Regions from separate parts of the Sus scrofa genome. Here region 1 is linked to region 2. Evidence: chromatin contacts called from public HiChIP or PLAC-seq data. All regions are on one chromosome and are shown on one strand. The core of a region is the stretch at or near the end of the contact, and the rest is flanking DNA. Distances in the headings are between cores, read along the strand shown. Region 1 holds the start of MFSD4B (sodium-dependent glucose transporter 1). Region 2 holds the start of RPF2 (ribosome production factor 2 homolog).

Region 1 (6,818 bases), core at 207-2,706, 240 kb after region 2:
GTAAAATAGGCAGGACTTGGTGATAAACTGAAGAGAGAGAAAGAAGGAGGCATCAAGTTAGGATCTCAGATTCCTCACATAAATGTGTGGGTGGATGGTGGTACCAGCATGCAATGTCACAGAGTAGGAACAGATTTATTGAGGAAAATGACAAGCTCAGTTTTAGGTCATAAAGATAAAATACTGTGAAGCTTGATACTCCTACAACATATTTTTGGTTTTATTAAATTCGTATGCCAGTAAGAGTGTGTTGCTCAAGTTCAAACTCCTTAGTATGGCATATAAAGCCCTAAATAATTTGAACCTAATCTGCTTCTCCCATATCACCTTCTATTCTCTTTACTATACATATATACCTTTTGTCTCCACTACATTAAATTTTTCTCAAAGAGATAGTCAGTCCCTGACTCTGAAACACTAAGACAGGTTCTCTTAAATCATACTATCTGTGCTTTCTGAGGTAAATTGGGAAGGGCTTAATGCCCAAATGGATGGGGCTGGAGAAATGGGTTGCAAGGGAAATGATGATGAGACACAGGTGTGTATAATCTGGGAGCCTAAGTGGATGAAAGGCTGAGTAATCAGGTGGAAAAGAACATTTTAGATAGATGATAAAGAAAAATATTTACGAATTGTGAGGCTGTGGTCTATTTGGTCAAAGAGCAAAACGCTGGGGTAGAATACCTAAGACAAAGCTGTAGCTTCTCCGCTGGCATAACCTTATTCAGGGATTCTGCAAATTGAAGCTCTGCCCCTACTTCCTTACAACAATGGAAATATTTGTAGGGACTGGGGCGAGAGTGTGCTTGTGACTGCAACTTGGGTTCCAAATTTCTATCCTGAGCTACTGTTAACACTGTTTATGCACAACCACAGATTCGCTGATTGACCTTGGGCAAATTGCTACTTTCTATGACTCAAGTGTCCTATCTGTAAAATCAGGATAACATGTATTTTAGAGTGAGGATCAACTGAGATAATACAAGTGAAAGCTTACATACGTGGTTCAACAAATGTTGAGGGGTGACAGATGAACGACAAATCAATAAACGACAAATCTCAAAGGAACTGGGGCAGCAATTTTAGAAAGTCGTACAAGGGACAGACCTGGGATTCCCTCTACTCCCAGGAGACCCCGGAGAGCCGGCGCGAAGACATAACTAGCATTTCTTGGCCCCTATTTCCTCCTAACGGCTTGGCTGCATCGTACCTCCTGATTCTTCTGGTCCCAGGCTGCAGCTGTAGCTCGCTCCGCCTCGGGGCGCCCGCCTGCAGGGCCTCTGCGGGCTCAGCCAAGAGAGACGCTGAACCCTGAGCGCTGTGTCCGGTCTCCAGGGCAACCCTATCAACTTCCGGTTTGCTGTGAGGCCGCGGCTGGCAAGAGGCCACATTTCCGCCACGTGACCCGCGCAAGCGTCCTGCGCAAGAGAGAGCGTGAGTCCGCAGCCTGTGACACCTAGCGCGTTCCGAAACTGGACGCCAGGGCCCTAACTGGGGCCGCCCCCGGGGAGGTGGCGCCAGCCCGGACCGCTGGGTCTGGAGGCGCCGGATTGGGACAGGGCTCGGAGTTCCCGAGGCTCCGCTGAGAAGCCGGGCGGCAGCAAGATCGCTGCTCACGAACAGCCACACTGGAGCTGGAACTGGAACCCCATGGGGCCGGGGCCCCGGCTGCCGGGCAGCGGCTCCTCCAAGCCGAGGCCGCGGCGGAGAATGAGCAAGAGGCGGTGGTGGGCTCCCGGCGGAGCGACCGGGCCGGGAGCATGCTGCGCTGGTTCATCACCGTCCTCTTGTGTGCTGCCTTCCTGGGGCTGGTGAGAGCGGGGGCTGGAACCTTCCCGGGCTGAGGCGTGAGCAGGTGTCCTGCAGAGAACGCGACCTTCCGAGCCGGTGTCTTGGCCGCTTGCAGACTGTTTGACCTTGGGTGTATTAATCTACCCGAGCCTCAGTTTTGTAATCTGAAAAATGGGCACAGAATTATAGAGGTTTATTGTCAAGTGTGAAATCGATTTTCGTAATATATTTTCCAACTCCAGCAAACCTTTCTACCTCTCCTCCGTGGGATTAGGGGCAATGCAAAAGGGGTTGCTGGTCTATATTCGCTGCCCTCAACCCTCCCGCACCAAACCAACCCCCAAATTATTTCACAAAGTTGCTTTTCCTTTTGCCTCCATCTCGGCTGACCAAATTCAACCCTCATTTTTGCAGCCTGGGGAAACAGGCCCGGGAAAGTGACTTTTTCGGACCATACGGCTGGTTAAGTGGTTGAGCCAGGAATGCCGTCTCTTATCCTGCCTACAATTTTTACCTAAAACAAATTTGCAGATCCTTCAGTGTTTTTCTTAGAACGAATTGCAAGACTAGAAGCGTCTTTTGCCAAACCCCTTGGCCACCCCGCGATTACCTTTTTTACCCCCTAGAAACCTCCCTTGGTCATCTGTCCTAAATATTGGTATCCTGGGTAGTTGGGAGGGTGAGTCCTCTGAGCAGCATCTCTCCTGGTCACATAGTACCTTTTTCTAAGCCACACTTGATTCTTAGAGTGTTTGTATTTGAAGAAAAGTCATTGCAGACGCTGTGCCAGGTCCTGTTAACTGCTTTACAGGCGGGTACTAATTTGAGTAGAGCTGGACTCAGCCTTCACTCCCTGCCAGCCTTTAGTTGAGGACTGCGCCCGCTGTGGGGGGGGGGGGGGGGGGGGAAATACAGCAAAGCGTGCAACTAGAATCACTTAGTCTTGAAATGTAGGCCAATTGGAAACATTTTCTGTGTGTGCGTGCATGCAACGAATTTCCTATAAAAGCCAGATGTAACCCCTAATTCTGATATTCGGAGTTCTCGTCGTGACACAGGGGAAATGAATCCGACTAGGAACCATAAGGTTTCGGGTTCGATCCCTGGCCTTGATCAGGGGTTTAAGGATCCGGCTTTGCCGTGAGCTGTGGTGTAGATTGCAGACACGGCTCAGATCCTGCGTTGCTGTGGCTGTGGTGTAGGCCAATGGCTACAGCTCTGATTAGACCCCTAGCCTGGGAACCTCCATATGCCGCAGGTGCGGCCCTTAAAAATAAAAGAAAAAAAGGCTAATATCACATCGACTGAGTAAAATGCTTAACGTCATTGCATACAGGTGTAATACTCTTTTAAAAAGCCTTATAGACTACACCTGAGGCCTGGTTAGTCTTTGAAGAAAAGTGTAGATTTAGAACCAAATTGTTTCTCTGGTGTTTTGTATGTGTAATTCAGAGGAAAGACCCCATGTACATCCAGAAATGTTGCTGTTTTAAGGTCATCAAAAAATAGGGGTCATCTTTTGATGGTTTGGTAGCTTAAATTTTTAACATCAAAATTTTTGTGTTATGCATGCATGCAATATATTTCAGACTATACAAAACTATTTCAAAAAAATGTTAATGCTACATTTTACTAAATACAAAATACTGTAGTCTTTTACAGTATTGTTCGAAAAGGAAACGGCATTGGACCATAAAGTCAAAAGAATTAAAGAATTTTTTAAAAATTTAGAACTAGAAAAACAATAGGATTTGGCACACCAGAAATAGGATCTACAGCTTTAGTAGTACTACTGTTGTCACGGTGAAAGCATGGTGAATTTATCCCGATTGTGGAACTTAATCTCCTTCATTACATTGAAATCCCCTCCTTCCTTTTTCTTTTCTTTTTTTGCTATTTTAGGGCCACACCTGCACAGCATATGGAGGTTCCCAGGCTCGGGGTAGAATTGGAGCTGTAGCTGCTGGCTTACACCACAGCAACGTGGAATCCGAGGTGCATCTTCGACCTACACCACAGCTCATGGCAACATTGGATCCTTAACTGATTGAGGCCAGGGATGGAACCTGAATCCTCATGGATCCCAATTGGGTTCCTTAACCACTTAACCATGAAAGGAACTCCTCTCTCCTTCTTCTTCTTCTTCTTTTTAATGGCCTCATCTGTGGTATATGGAAGTAGTTCTGGTGCCAGGGATTGAATCAGAGCCACAGTTGTGGCAATACTGGATCCATAACCCACTGCTCCACAGTGGGAACTCCCCTTCTCCTTCCTACTTAATATTGAAAAAAGCTACTCTGTAGATAGACATCTTTTTATTTTTATTTATTTATTTATTTATTTTTGCCTTTTCTAGGGCCGCATCTGCAGCACATGGAGATTCCCAGGCTAGGGGTCTAATCGGAGCTGTAGCTGCTGGCCTACGCCAGAGCCATAGCAACGCAGGATCCGAGCCGTGTCTGCAACCTACACCACACCTGACAGCAATGCCGGATCGTTAACCCACTGTGCAAGGGCAGGAATCAAACGCGCAACCTCATGGTTCTTAGTCGGATTCGTTAACCACTGAGCCACAAAGGGAACTCCGGACATCTTTTTAATGATGGTAAATAAAAGCCTCTGTCTTTTTAAATTTTAGGGAATCAGTATTGCCATACTGGGACCCACGTTTCAAGATTTGGCAACAAATGTGAACCGCAATATCAGCAGCCTTTCTCTAATTTTTGTGGGCCGTGCGTTTGGATACTTGGGTGGCTCTGTGGTTGGTGGAGTTCTTTTTGACAGTATCAATCATTTTCTTCTTTTGGGTAAGTAAACATCAATTTTAGCTTCTTTGTGACTTTCAAGGAATTTGCAGTTTGGGGTTTTTTTTGGGGGGTGGGGGAGTGTTTTTTTGGCCACCGCATGCAGGAGTTCCTGGGCCGGGAATAGAACCTATGCCACAGCAGTGATAGTACTGGATCCCTAACCTGCTGAGCCACCACGGAACACCTACAGTCTGTTTTTAAGTTTGAAACAGGGAGTTCCCTTCGTGGCTCAGCAGAAATGAATCCGACTAGCATTCATGAGGATGCAGGTTCGATCCCTGGCCTTGCTCAGTGGGTTAAGGTTCTGGCATTGCTGTGAGCTGTGGTGTAGGTGGCAGACTCGGCTCAGATCCTGCATTGCTGTGGCTGTGGTGTAGGCTGGCAGCTGCAGCTCTGATTCAACCCCTAGCCTGGGAATCTCCATATACTGCAGGTGCAGCCCTAAAAAGACACACACACAAAAAGTTTGAAACACACTGACTTAAGAGTGGTTGACAACTTAAAGGGGTAGTGTTTGGGCATCCTCAGTGGAAGTCCAGTTTTCCTGGTGCCTGCTTTCTTCTTGGCGGTTACTGGGAATCTGGGATAGTCCACTCTGGGAACTTAGATTAGCCCCCGAGCCTATTAGCGATCCTTAGGCTTCTTGACCTTCACTGAGGTTTAGGCACCCCTGCAGGATCACATACTAGTTGTCCAAAGAGCTCTGCGTGTCACAGTTTAGGGCAGACCTCCTGGGGCCATAGATCAGAACGAACTCCTTAAACCTGCCCAGCCTAGACCCTAGACTGAGAATGAGGGTGGGAAGGGATGGGGGTGAGATGATGAAGGCTGAATTTTTGTCCCTGCTACCCAACCCTGATGACCCCAGACCTCTCTACCTCATTCTCAAAAATAGATGGTAAAGCTTTAAATGTACTCTTTTTTTTGGAATACGTTGACCTATTGAAAGAAAATCTGGATTCATATTATAAAACTGCTTTGGAAGTAAAGAGACTATTTTATTATCATTGATAAATAAGTTAATAATCCCTCTAATTTCCATGGTGGGTTGGAAGAATATATTTCTTATATTTCTCTCCCTATTCCCCAAACAAATTTATTTAATACATTGCTACTACAAACTACTGTAGTAATTGCCTTTAATTTTTGTCTTTTTTATTCTTTACCTCATATCTAAAAATCTCTTTAGGTTGTTAAATATGAAATATTTAAGTAAATAATTTTTGAGCTGTTTTGCTATAAAATTTCTGGTGTAACTTATGGTTTGGCTATTAGCAGTACTAGAAATGTATTTATATTAGAATAACTTATATTTTATAGTTCACAAAGATGATAAAAGCTTTTAAATAACTGTCACTAGAAGCTGAACTTGTCATCTACTCATTATTACTCAATTTTAATTTGACCTGTTTTGAATTTTTGAGAGTTTTTATGATGTTGTCTTGATCCATGACTTTTTCCATAAATACTGTTTTTTGTTTTTTGTCTTTTGTCTTTGTAGAGCTGCACCTGTGGCGTATGGAAGTTCCCAGGCTAGGGGTCGAATCGGAGCTACAGCTGCTGGCCAGCCTGCACCACAGCCACAGCAACACCAGATCCAAGCCGCGTCTTCGACCTACACCACAGCTCATGGCAATACCAGATCCTTAACCCACTGAGCAAGGCCAGGGATCGAACCTGCAACCTTGTGGTTCCTAGTCGGATTCATTTCCTCTGCACCACGATGAAAACTCCCATAAATGCTGTTTTTTATAGCTGACTTTGACCTTTCTTCTCAGGGGTGTCCATGTTCGCCACCACAGTTGGTCTTTATCTTGTTCCATTTTGTAAGACCGCAGTGTTGCTGATTTTCATGATATCCACCTTTGGCATTTCCATGGGCATTCTGGATACAGGTGAGTGAGCCTTTCAATATCACCTCTGGGAGTAGGGATTTCTATTAGAAAAAGTAGAGCAGATGAAATTGTCACTTGCAGTGTCCCCTAAAATGACACTAGCCTGCTGAGTTGGACATGGGGTCTCCCAGTTAGAACCACCCTCTGGCAGTGACTCTTCTTGCTAAGTAGAGGGCCTGTTTTCCAACAGCCAACCAGAGTGAGTTCAGAGAATTTGGTTCTTCGAGAGAATGTTGATTTACCGTATCCATAGGAAGGCCCCCCCTGTGTGGCTACTTACAGTGCAGATGAAAAGGCTTCCATCGTGGGATAGAACTTTATCATT
Region 2 (7,210 bases), core at 1,187-3,686:
GAGCCACAGCAGTGAAAAAACCACATCCTTAACCGCTAGGCTACCAAAGAATTCCCAGAGCACTCTGTTTTTAACAAGGTCTGCCCTCAAGAAAAACTAACCAGAGCCTAACCTCAAAATCCTTTGTCATCAGGGAAATGCAAATGAAAACTACCAGTTACTACTTCACACCTGCTCCAATGGCTTAATGAAAAAACAAGAGCAAATTTTGGAGAGGAATGGAGAAGTTGGAAGCTGTGGTTGATAGAATAATGCTACCTCCCAAAAGATGCCTGTGTTCTAAACTCAGGGATCTGTGAGTACCTTGGCCAGAGGGAATTTGTTAAATGATTAAGGATCTTGAGATAGGTGGTATTATTGTGAATTAACCAGGTGAGCCACATGTAATCCCAAGGGTTTTATATGATGGAGTAAAAGGTCTTAGAGTCAGAGAAAAAGTTCAAATGATGCTTTTTGAAGATGGAGGAATACCAAGGAATGCAAACAGCATCTCCAAGTTGGAAGGTAAAGAAACAGATTCTCCCTGGAATTTCTGGAGAGAATGTAGCTCTACTGATATCTTAATTTTATATTTGAAAAACTAATTTCAGGCTTCTGGCTTCTAGAATGCTAACATAATACATGTGTTATCTTACACCAGTAAACTTGTGATAATTTGTTACAGTAGCAAGAGAAAAACCAATTCCATGGAGTTCCCGTCGTGGCGCAGTGGTTAATGAATCCGACTAGGAACCATGAGGTTGCGGGTTTGGTCCCTGCCCTTGTTCAGTGGGTTAACGATCTGGCGTTGCCGTGAGCTGTGGTGTAGGTTGCAGATGCGGCTCGGATCCTGCGTTGCTGTGGCTCTGGCTCCTAGCCTGAGAACCTCCATATGCCGCAGGAGCGGCCCAAGAAATAGCAAAAAGACAAAAAAAAAAAAAAAAAAAAAAAAAAAAACAATTCCAAACCCTGTTACATTGCTAATGGAACTGTAAAATGATGCAGGCAGAAAATAGTTTGGCAGTTCCTCAAAATGTCACCCATAATGGGGCTTACCATATGCAGTTCTACTTCTATAGAATTGGAGAAAATCTAAACAAAAACCCTGTACATGGATATTGAAAGCAGCATAATCCATAATAAAAAGGTGGAAACATTTTTGAATGGATAAACATTACGTATCTATAGAATTGACAATTATTTTGTCCTACATAAAGAATGCACTGAGGAGTTCCTGCTGTGGTTCAGTGGATTAAGAATTAACTGCACCTGCAGCATAAGTTGCAGCTGTGGCTTGGATTTGATTCCTGGCCTGAGAAATTCCATATGCCACAGGTGCAGCCAAAAAAAAAAGTGTACTGAGAATTAAGTACTGATACATGCATCAACACATATGACCCTGTATGAAAACATGTGAACATATATGAACACAGTAAGTGAAATAAGCCAGACACAAAAGGACACATATTGTATAAATTCATTTATATGCTGTGTTCTCAATAGGTACATCTACCCAGACATAGCTCAGGGGAGGTAAGAGCGGAAAGTGGGAGAATTCCCTGGTGGCCCAGTGGGCTAAGTCACTGCTATGGATCAGGTGGATGCTTTTGGGTCACTTCACTTGCCCCAGGATGTGGGGGGGGGGGTTCCCTGGTCCCTAAACTTTTACATTCTGTAGAAGGGGCAAAAAAAAAAAAAAGAGTGGAAATGGCTGAGTGCTACTAGGTTAGGAGATAGGTGATATAAAATGTTCTGTAATTAGATAGTGGTGATGGATGTACATCTTTGTAAATACACTAAAGACACTAAATTGTACACTTTACAGGGATAACTTATAGTAAGTGAAGTATACAGCAATTTGCAATTTTGGGGAAAAATAACGATTAAGAGCTGTTATATTATGGACACCTCTTACGTGCCAGGCACTGTTATAAACTCTGCTTTACTGGTATTGCATTTATGTCAGTAGTGCACATTTTAGGAATTCCCATCTTGGCTCAGTGGTTGACCTACCAGACTAGTAACTATGAGGTTGCGGGTTGGATACCTGGCTTGGCTCAGAGTTTAAGGAGCAGGGGTGGTAGTGAGCTGTGGTGTAGGTCGCAGACGAGGCTTGGATCCTCCGTTTCTGTGGCTGTGGTATAGGCTGGCGGCTGCAGCTCCGATTTGAACCCTAGCCTGGGAACCTCCATATGCCACAGGTGCGGCCCTAAAAAGCAAAATAAAAAAAAAAAAAAAAAGAAAAAGCGCATTTCACTGATAACTTTAGTATAATGTATCTATTGACATCAACCTTTCTAGCATCCCGAGGGGATTCCCAGATCACTAACACCTGGTCCTTGAATAGATGAGTCCGCTATACATACAGGTGTGTTCATCAAGCTCCTAGAGGTACTTCCAGAAAAAAACCCAGGCAGGAACCTGTAACCAAGGTAACAGAGCGCGATTTCATCAAAAACGGCCGCTAGTGTCTCTAGGCTTCCGTGGCGGGGCGGCCCCAGGAAGTGACGTAGCGCACAAGTTCCGGTTCCGCGGATCCGCCAGTTCCGCCCTTGCCAAAGCCCGGCATTGTAGTGAGCGGTACACGTGCATTCATCTGTTTCTTGTTGCGGTAGCGATGGACGCTTTGGATCGAGTTGTGTAAGTGCGTTAGGCCCCTTCCCTGGGTAACGTTGGGCAGGGGGTTCCTGTAGCAGAACGGAGTGGTAGAGCCTCTGTCTCCAGCTCTTCCTGGCCGCACACTTGCCTTAGAACCGTTCCGGTCCGGGCGGATCTATGCATTAGCCTGGCGCTCCCTCTGTGGATGCTGCAGGGAGACGAAGAGCCGGAAAGTCCACGAGTGGGAGCCGCTGGGTGGAGGTGGTACGGGGGCATTGGACGCTTGTGTGGTAGCCAATTGGAAATGTCTTGGCTTCCACAGAAGTGTGAGGAAAGTGGTAGAGGGAGGGGTTCCGAACACAGGCCGCAGAATCTGACAGATTTAGGCGACAGTCCAGGCGTGTCCACCGTAAAGCTTTGTGTCTGGTCCTTTTAATCTCCCTAAGTCTCAGTTGCTCTATAAAATAGTGTTCATAATAGTCGTACTTCAGGAAACTGAGGATTATTTGCAAGAATGTATACAAAGCCTTTGCTTCAGCAAGTAGACATTCTCATTAGCTTTTTCTTTTTTTTCCGTTTAGCCCCGCATCGGGGCCCTGTATCGAACCCGAGCTACAGCAGTGACAACAGCGGAGTCTTTAACCACTAGGCCACCAAGGAACTTCCATCATTAGCTTTTTCTCTTTCTCCCAAACTTGTACAGTTCTTAGTTATTCTTGAATGTCTATTTTAAATTCCTTCAGGAAATAGTAATCCATCTCTCAAATAGTTCTGCTGTTACTTGCCATGCTTTTCTTGCGTGTAACCTGGGTTAACATGTAATCAGGGGGTTCCCATCCTGGCTCAGCGGTAACCAACCAGACTGTTACCCATAAGAATGTGGTTTCCATCCCTGGCCTCGCTCAGTGGGTTAAGGATCCGGCCTTGAGGTGAGCTGCGGCTTAGGTATGTCGCCGACGCAGCTCGGATCCTGCGTGGCTGTGGCATGGGCTAGCACCTGCAGCTCCAGTTTGACCCCTAGCCTGGGAACTTCATATGCCGCAGGTGCGGCCCTAAAAATCGAAAACAGACCAACATGTAATCAAAAGGACAAATTTTTCTTTTGGTCATTAATTCAGAGATTTTTGTGTATCTGCTGTATATTCCTCCAGGTATGAGGGCTACACAGATGAATAAGACTAGATTACTGTCTCATTGGGGGACAAACAGTAGTAAAATGTACAGAGTGTTATTTACCTTACTTACTGGTGAGAAGTAAATCACATGGAATACAGAGCTTATAGCACTTTTATTGCCATGTAGACGCATAAATCTCTCTTGATTTGACGGAAAAATATGTATCTTTATCAACTAGTAAATGATTAGAAACTGTATGTCCTTGACATTTTATCTGGAGGAGAATTTTTAAACTCTGCATGGTAAGGTAAGTGTGTGTATATATTTTTTTTTTGGAGAAAATGGAGTTGTTTCCCCTTAATGGTTTTTTTTTTTTTTTTTTTTTTAAGCTGGTTCCCTTCATGTTTTGCATAGTGATTGCTCTCAATGGGTTTTTTATTTATTTATTTTTTGTCTTTTCTAGGGCCGTCCCAGGCTAGGGGTCCAATCTGAGCTGTAGCTGTCGGCCTACGCTAGAGCTATAGCAAGGTGGGATCCAAGCTGCGTCTGCCACCTACACCACAGCCCATGGCAACGCCAGATCCTTAACCCACTGAGCAAGGCCAGCGATTGAACCAGCAACCTCATGGTTACTAGTCAGGTTTGTTAACCACTGAGCCACAACGGGAACTCCTTGATGGGTTTTTTTTAATGTAGCTCCTTTTGTAGATTGGCCTTCTTTCAAAGCTCTGTGACTGGGCACGTTACCTCTTGAGCCTCAGTTGCTTCACCTGTAAAAGATTAAGCCTAAATAGACTGACTCTATAAAAGTGTCAATCATTATTTTTCCCATTTGAGGACAATAATGTTTGACTTGCTTAGGCGTGATGTTGGAGTGGGACAGTGGCAGGTGTTGTGGTTTAAACCTGGAGGAACAATAAGCAGTAAGTTGCCTCCTTATGTTTAGTAGCTGCTTACTGGTTGATTAGCAGTTGGTGTGCAGTTCTTTGTATTAGGGTGAAGAGTACTTTTTGTTGTTGTTTTTTTTGTTTTGTTTTGTTTTGCTGTGCCTGCGTCATGTGAAAGTTCCTGTGCCAGGGATCAAACCTGGAGCCACAGCAGCAACCCAAGCTGGTGCAGTGGCAATGCCGGATCCTTAACCCTATGCACCAGAGGGAATTCCTGTAGAGTACTGTTTTGACTGCTTTAAGATTAAAGAAAAAATAATGGAGTAAAAGTAGCAATAGTGGGGGTTCGCTAGTGGTTAGGCCTTAGTGCTTTCGCTGCTGGGGCCAGGGTTCAATCCCTGGTCTGGGAACAGAGATTCCACATTAAACTGCTGCTGTGCCCCCACCCACCCCACCCTGACCACCAAAAAAAAGGATTTAAGTGAGTATTACTGCTTTGCAGTTTTTTTTTGGCTGTGGCATGCAATGGCTTGATGTGAGATCTCAGCTGCCAGACCAGGGATTGAACCTGGGCCCCAGCAGAACTCCTCCTCTTTCTTTCTTTCTTTCTTTTTTTTTTTTTTTTTTTTTACTTTTTTGCTTTTTAGGGCTGTACCTGAGGCATATGGAAGTTACCAGGCTAGGGGTTGAATTGGAGCTGTAGCTGTCAGCCTACAGCTCGGCCACAGCAACTGGGGGCAGGGGGGTGGTGTCTGAGGTGAGTCTTCGACCCACATCCATGGCTCACAGCCAGATCCTTAACCCACTGAGTGAGGGCAGGGATCGAACCCATGTCCTTATGGGTACTAGTTGGATTTGTTACCTCTGTGCCACCATGTGGACTCCCCTTTTAAAAAAAAATTTTTTTTAAAAGGTTTAGAGGGAGTTCCTGTCGTGGCGCAGTGGTTAATGAATCCGACTAGGAACCATGAGGTTGCGGGTTCGGTCCCTGCCCTTGCTCAGTGGGTTAAGGATCCGGCGTTGCCGTGAGCTGTGGTGTAGGTTGCAGACGCGGCTCGGATCGGCTCGGATCCTGCGTTGCTGTTGCTCTGGCGTAGGCCGGTGGCTACAGCTCCGATTCAACCCCTAGCCTGGGAACCTCCATATGCCGCGGGAGCGGCCCAAGAAATAGCAAGAAGACAAAAAAAAAAAAAAAAAGGAAGTCTTTTTTTTGTTGTTGTTGTTCTTTTTTAAAAGACCAAAAGATAATAAAATTGACACCTATATAACAGTTAATATCTGAGTATCTTTCACTAATGTCTCCTTAAAAAGTGAGATTTTGTTGAGTGGTGGAATCCTAACTGATACATGTTATGTAATATCTTTGTTGATTTGTGTGTGTGTGTGTTTTAGGGCCCCACAAGCAGCATATGGAGGTTCCCAGGCTAGGGGTTCAGTTGGAGCTGTTGCTGCTGGCCTATACCACAGCCACAGCAACATGGGGTCCCTAACCCACTGAGTGAGGGCAGGGATCAAACCCAAATCCTCATGGATAGTAGTTGGGTTTGTTACCTTTGAGCCACAACAGGAACTCACGTTCTTTGCTGATTTTTTTTTTTTTTTTTTTAGGATTTGCACATAAGTCAACATTTTGTAATATGAGGGAAGTGTTTTAAGTTGTCATGAATTGTGATTTTCTTTACAGAAAGCCCCAAACAAAAAGAGCCAAGAGATTCCTGGAGAAGAGAGAACCAAAACTCAGTGAAAATATTAAAAATGCTATGCTGATAAAAGGAGGAAATGCAAATTCAACAGTGACACAAGTTCTTAGAGATGTGGTATGTATGTATACTTATTCTTTAAATGGTGTTGAAATTATTTTAGGAAATTTTTAGCGTACTAGTTGGGCTGCCTGAGAAATACATAAGATAAATTTGGCTTGCCTTAAGAACTGCTAGCTAGAGAAAAGCTAAAGTTGGAGGTTATTTGCCTTGCCAAGGCACTCACTACTGGTTTTCCTTACAGCAGCCAGTTCCCTTAGTAAATTTCAGCTGATTTCAATTACTAGAATTTGATTTACTCACATTTAAGGAAAATACCTAATTTGTAAAATGAGATAATTGTATATTACCATCTAAAAAATGGAATTCCTGTCATGGCACAGCGCTTAACGAACCCGACTAGCATCCATGAGGATGCAGGTTCAACCCCTGGCCTTGCTCAGTGGGTTAAGGATCTGGCGTTGCCATGGGCTGTGGTGTAGGTCGCAGACGTAGCTCAGATCTGGCATTGCTATGGCTGTGGTATAGACCGGCGGCTACAGCTCCGATTGGACCCCTAGCCTGGAAACTTCCACATGCCACAAATCTCTCCCTTCATCGGGCTTAGTGAGGCAGACAGACAATTAAGGATTCCAGCATTGTGAATGAAGTGCTGTGTTGGAGATACACACAGGGTAGGTTGGGAAATCCCATGGGGGTTGCCATATACTGGATGGCCTTCCTAGAGATGACACTTAAACTTTGTTTTGAAGGAGGAGCTGGAAGAGGAAGGAGGGAGGAAGAGAAAAAGACTGGCTTCCGAGTTAAGGACAAACCATGTGCAGAAGGAAGTGTGAAGGAGCGTGGGGCATTTGGGAAACACAAGTATTG

Evidence for each region. HiChIP or PLAC-seq counts read pairs in DNA pulled down with a chosen protein or histone mark.
Region 1: a contact with region 2 is called in an H3K27ac HiChIP or PLAC-seq map of alveolar macrophages. The contact joins the promoter of MFSD4B here to the promoter of RPF2 in region 2. A contact is called at or near these places in 1 of 47 Hi-C or Micro-C datasets (embryonic fibroblasts) and 2 of 2 datasets of contacts at active chromatin or transcription factors (alveolar macrophages and skeletal muscle).

The regions. Positions count from the first base shown.
Region 1 is chr1:77,157,895-77,164,712 of Sscrofa11.1, forward strand. It overlaps MFSD4B (sodium-dependent glucose transporter 1), which reads left to right and starts at 1,457. Exons shown (of 5, transcript XM_003121369.4): 1 at 1,457-1,811; 2 at 4,430-4,598; 3 at 6,377-6,493. The coding sequence starts at 1,761.
Region 2 is chr1:76,914,678-76,921,887 of Sscrofa11.1, forward strand. RPF2 (ribosome production factor 2 homolog) reads left to right here and starts at 2,437. Exons shown (of 9, transcript XM_021091234.1): 1 at 2,437-2,619; 2 at 6,265-6,397. The coding sequence starts at 6,393.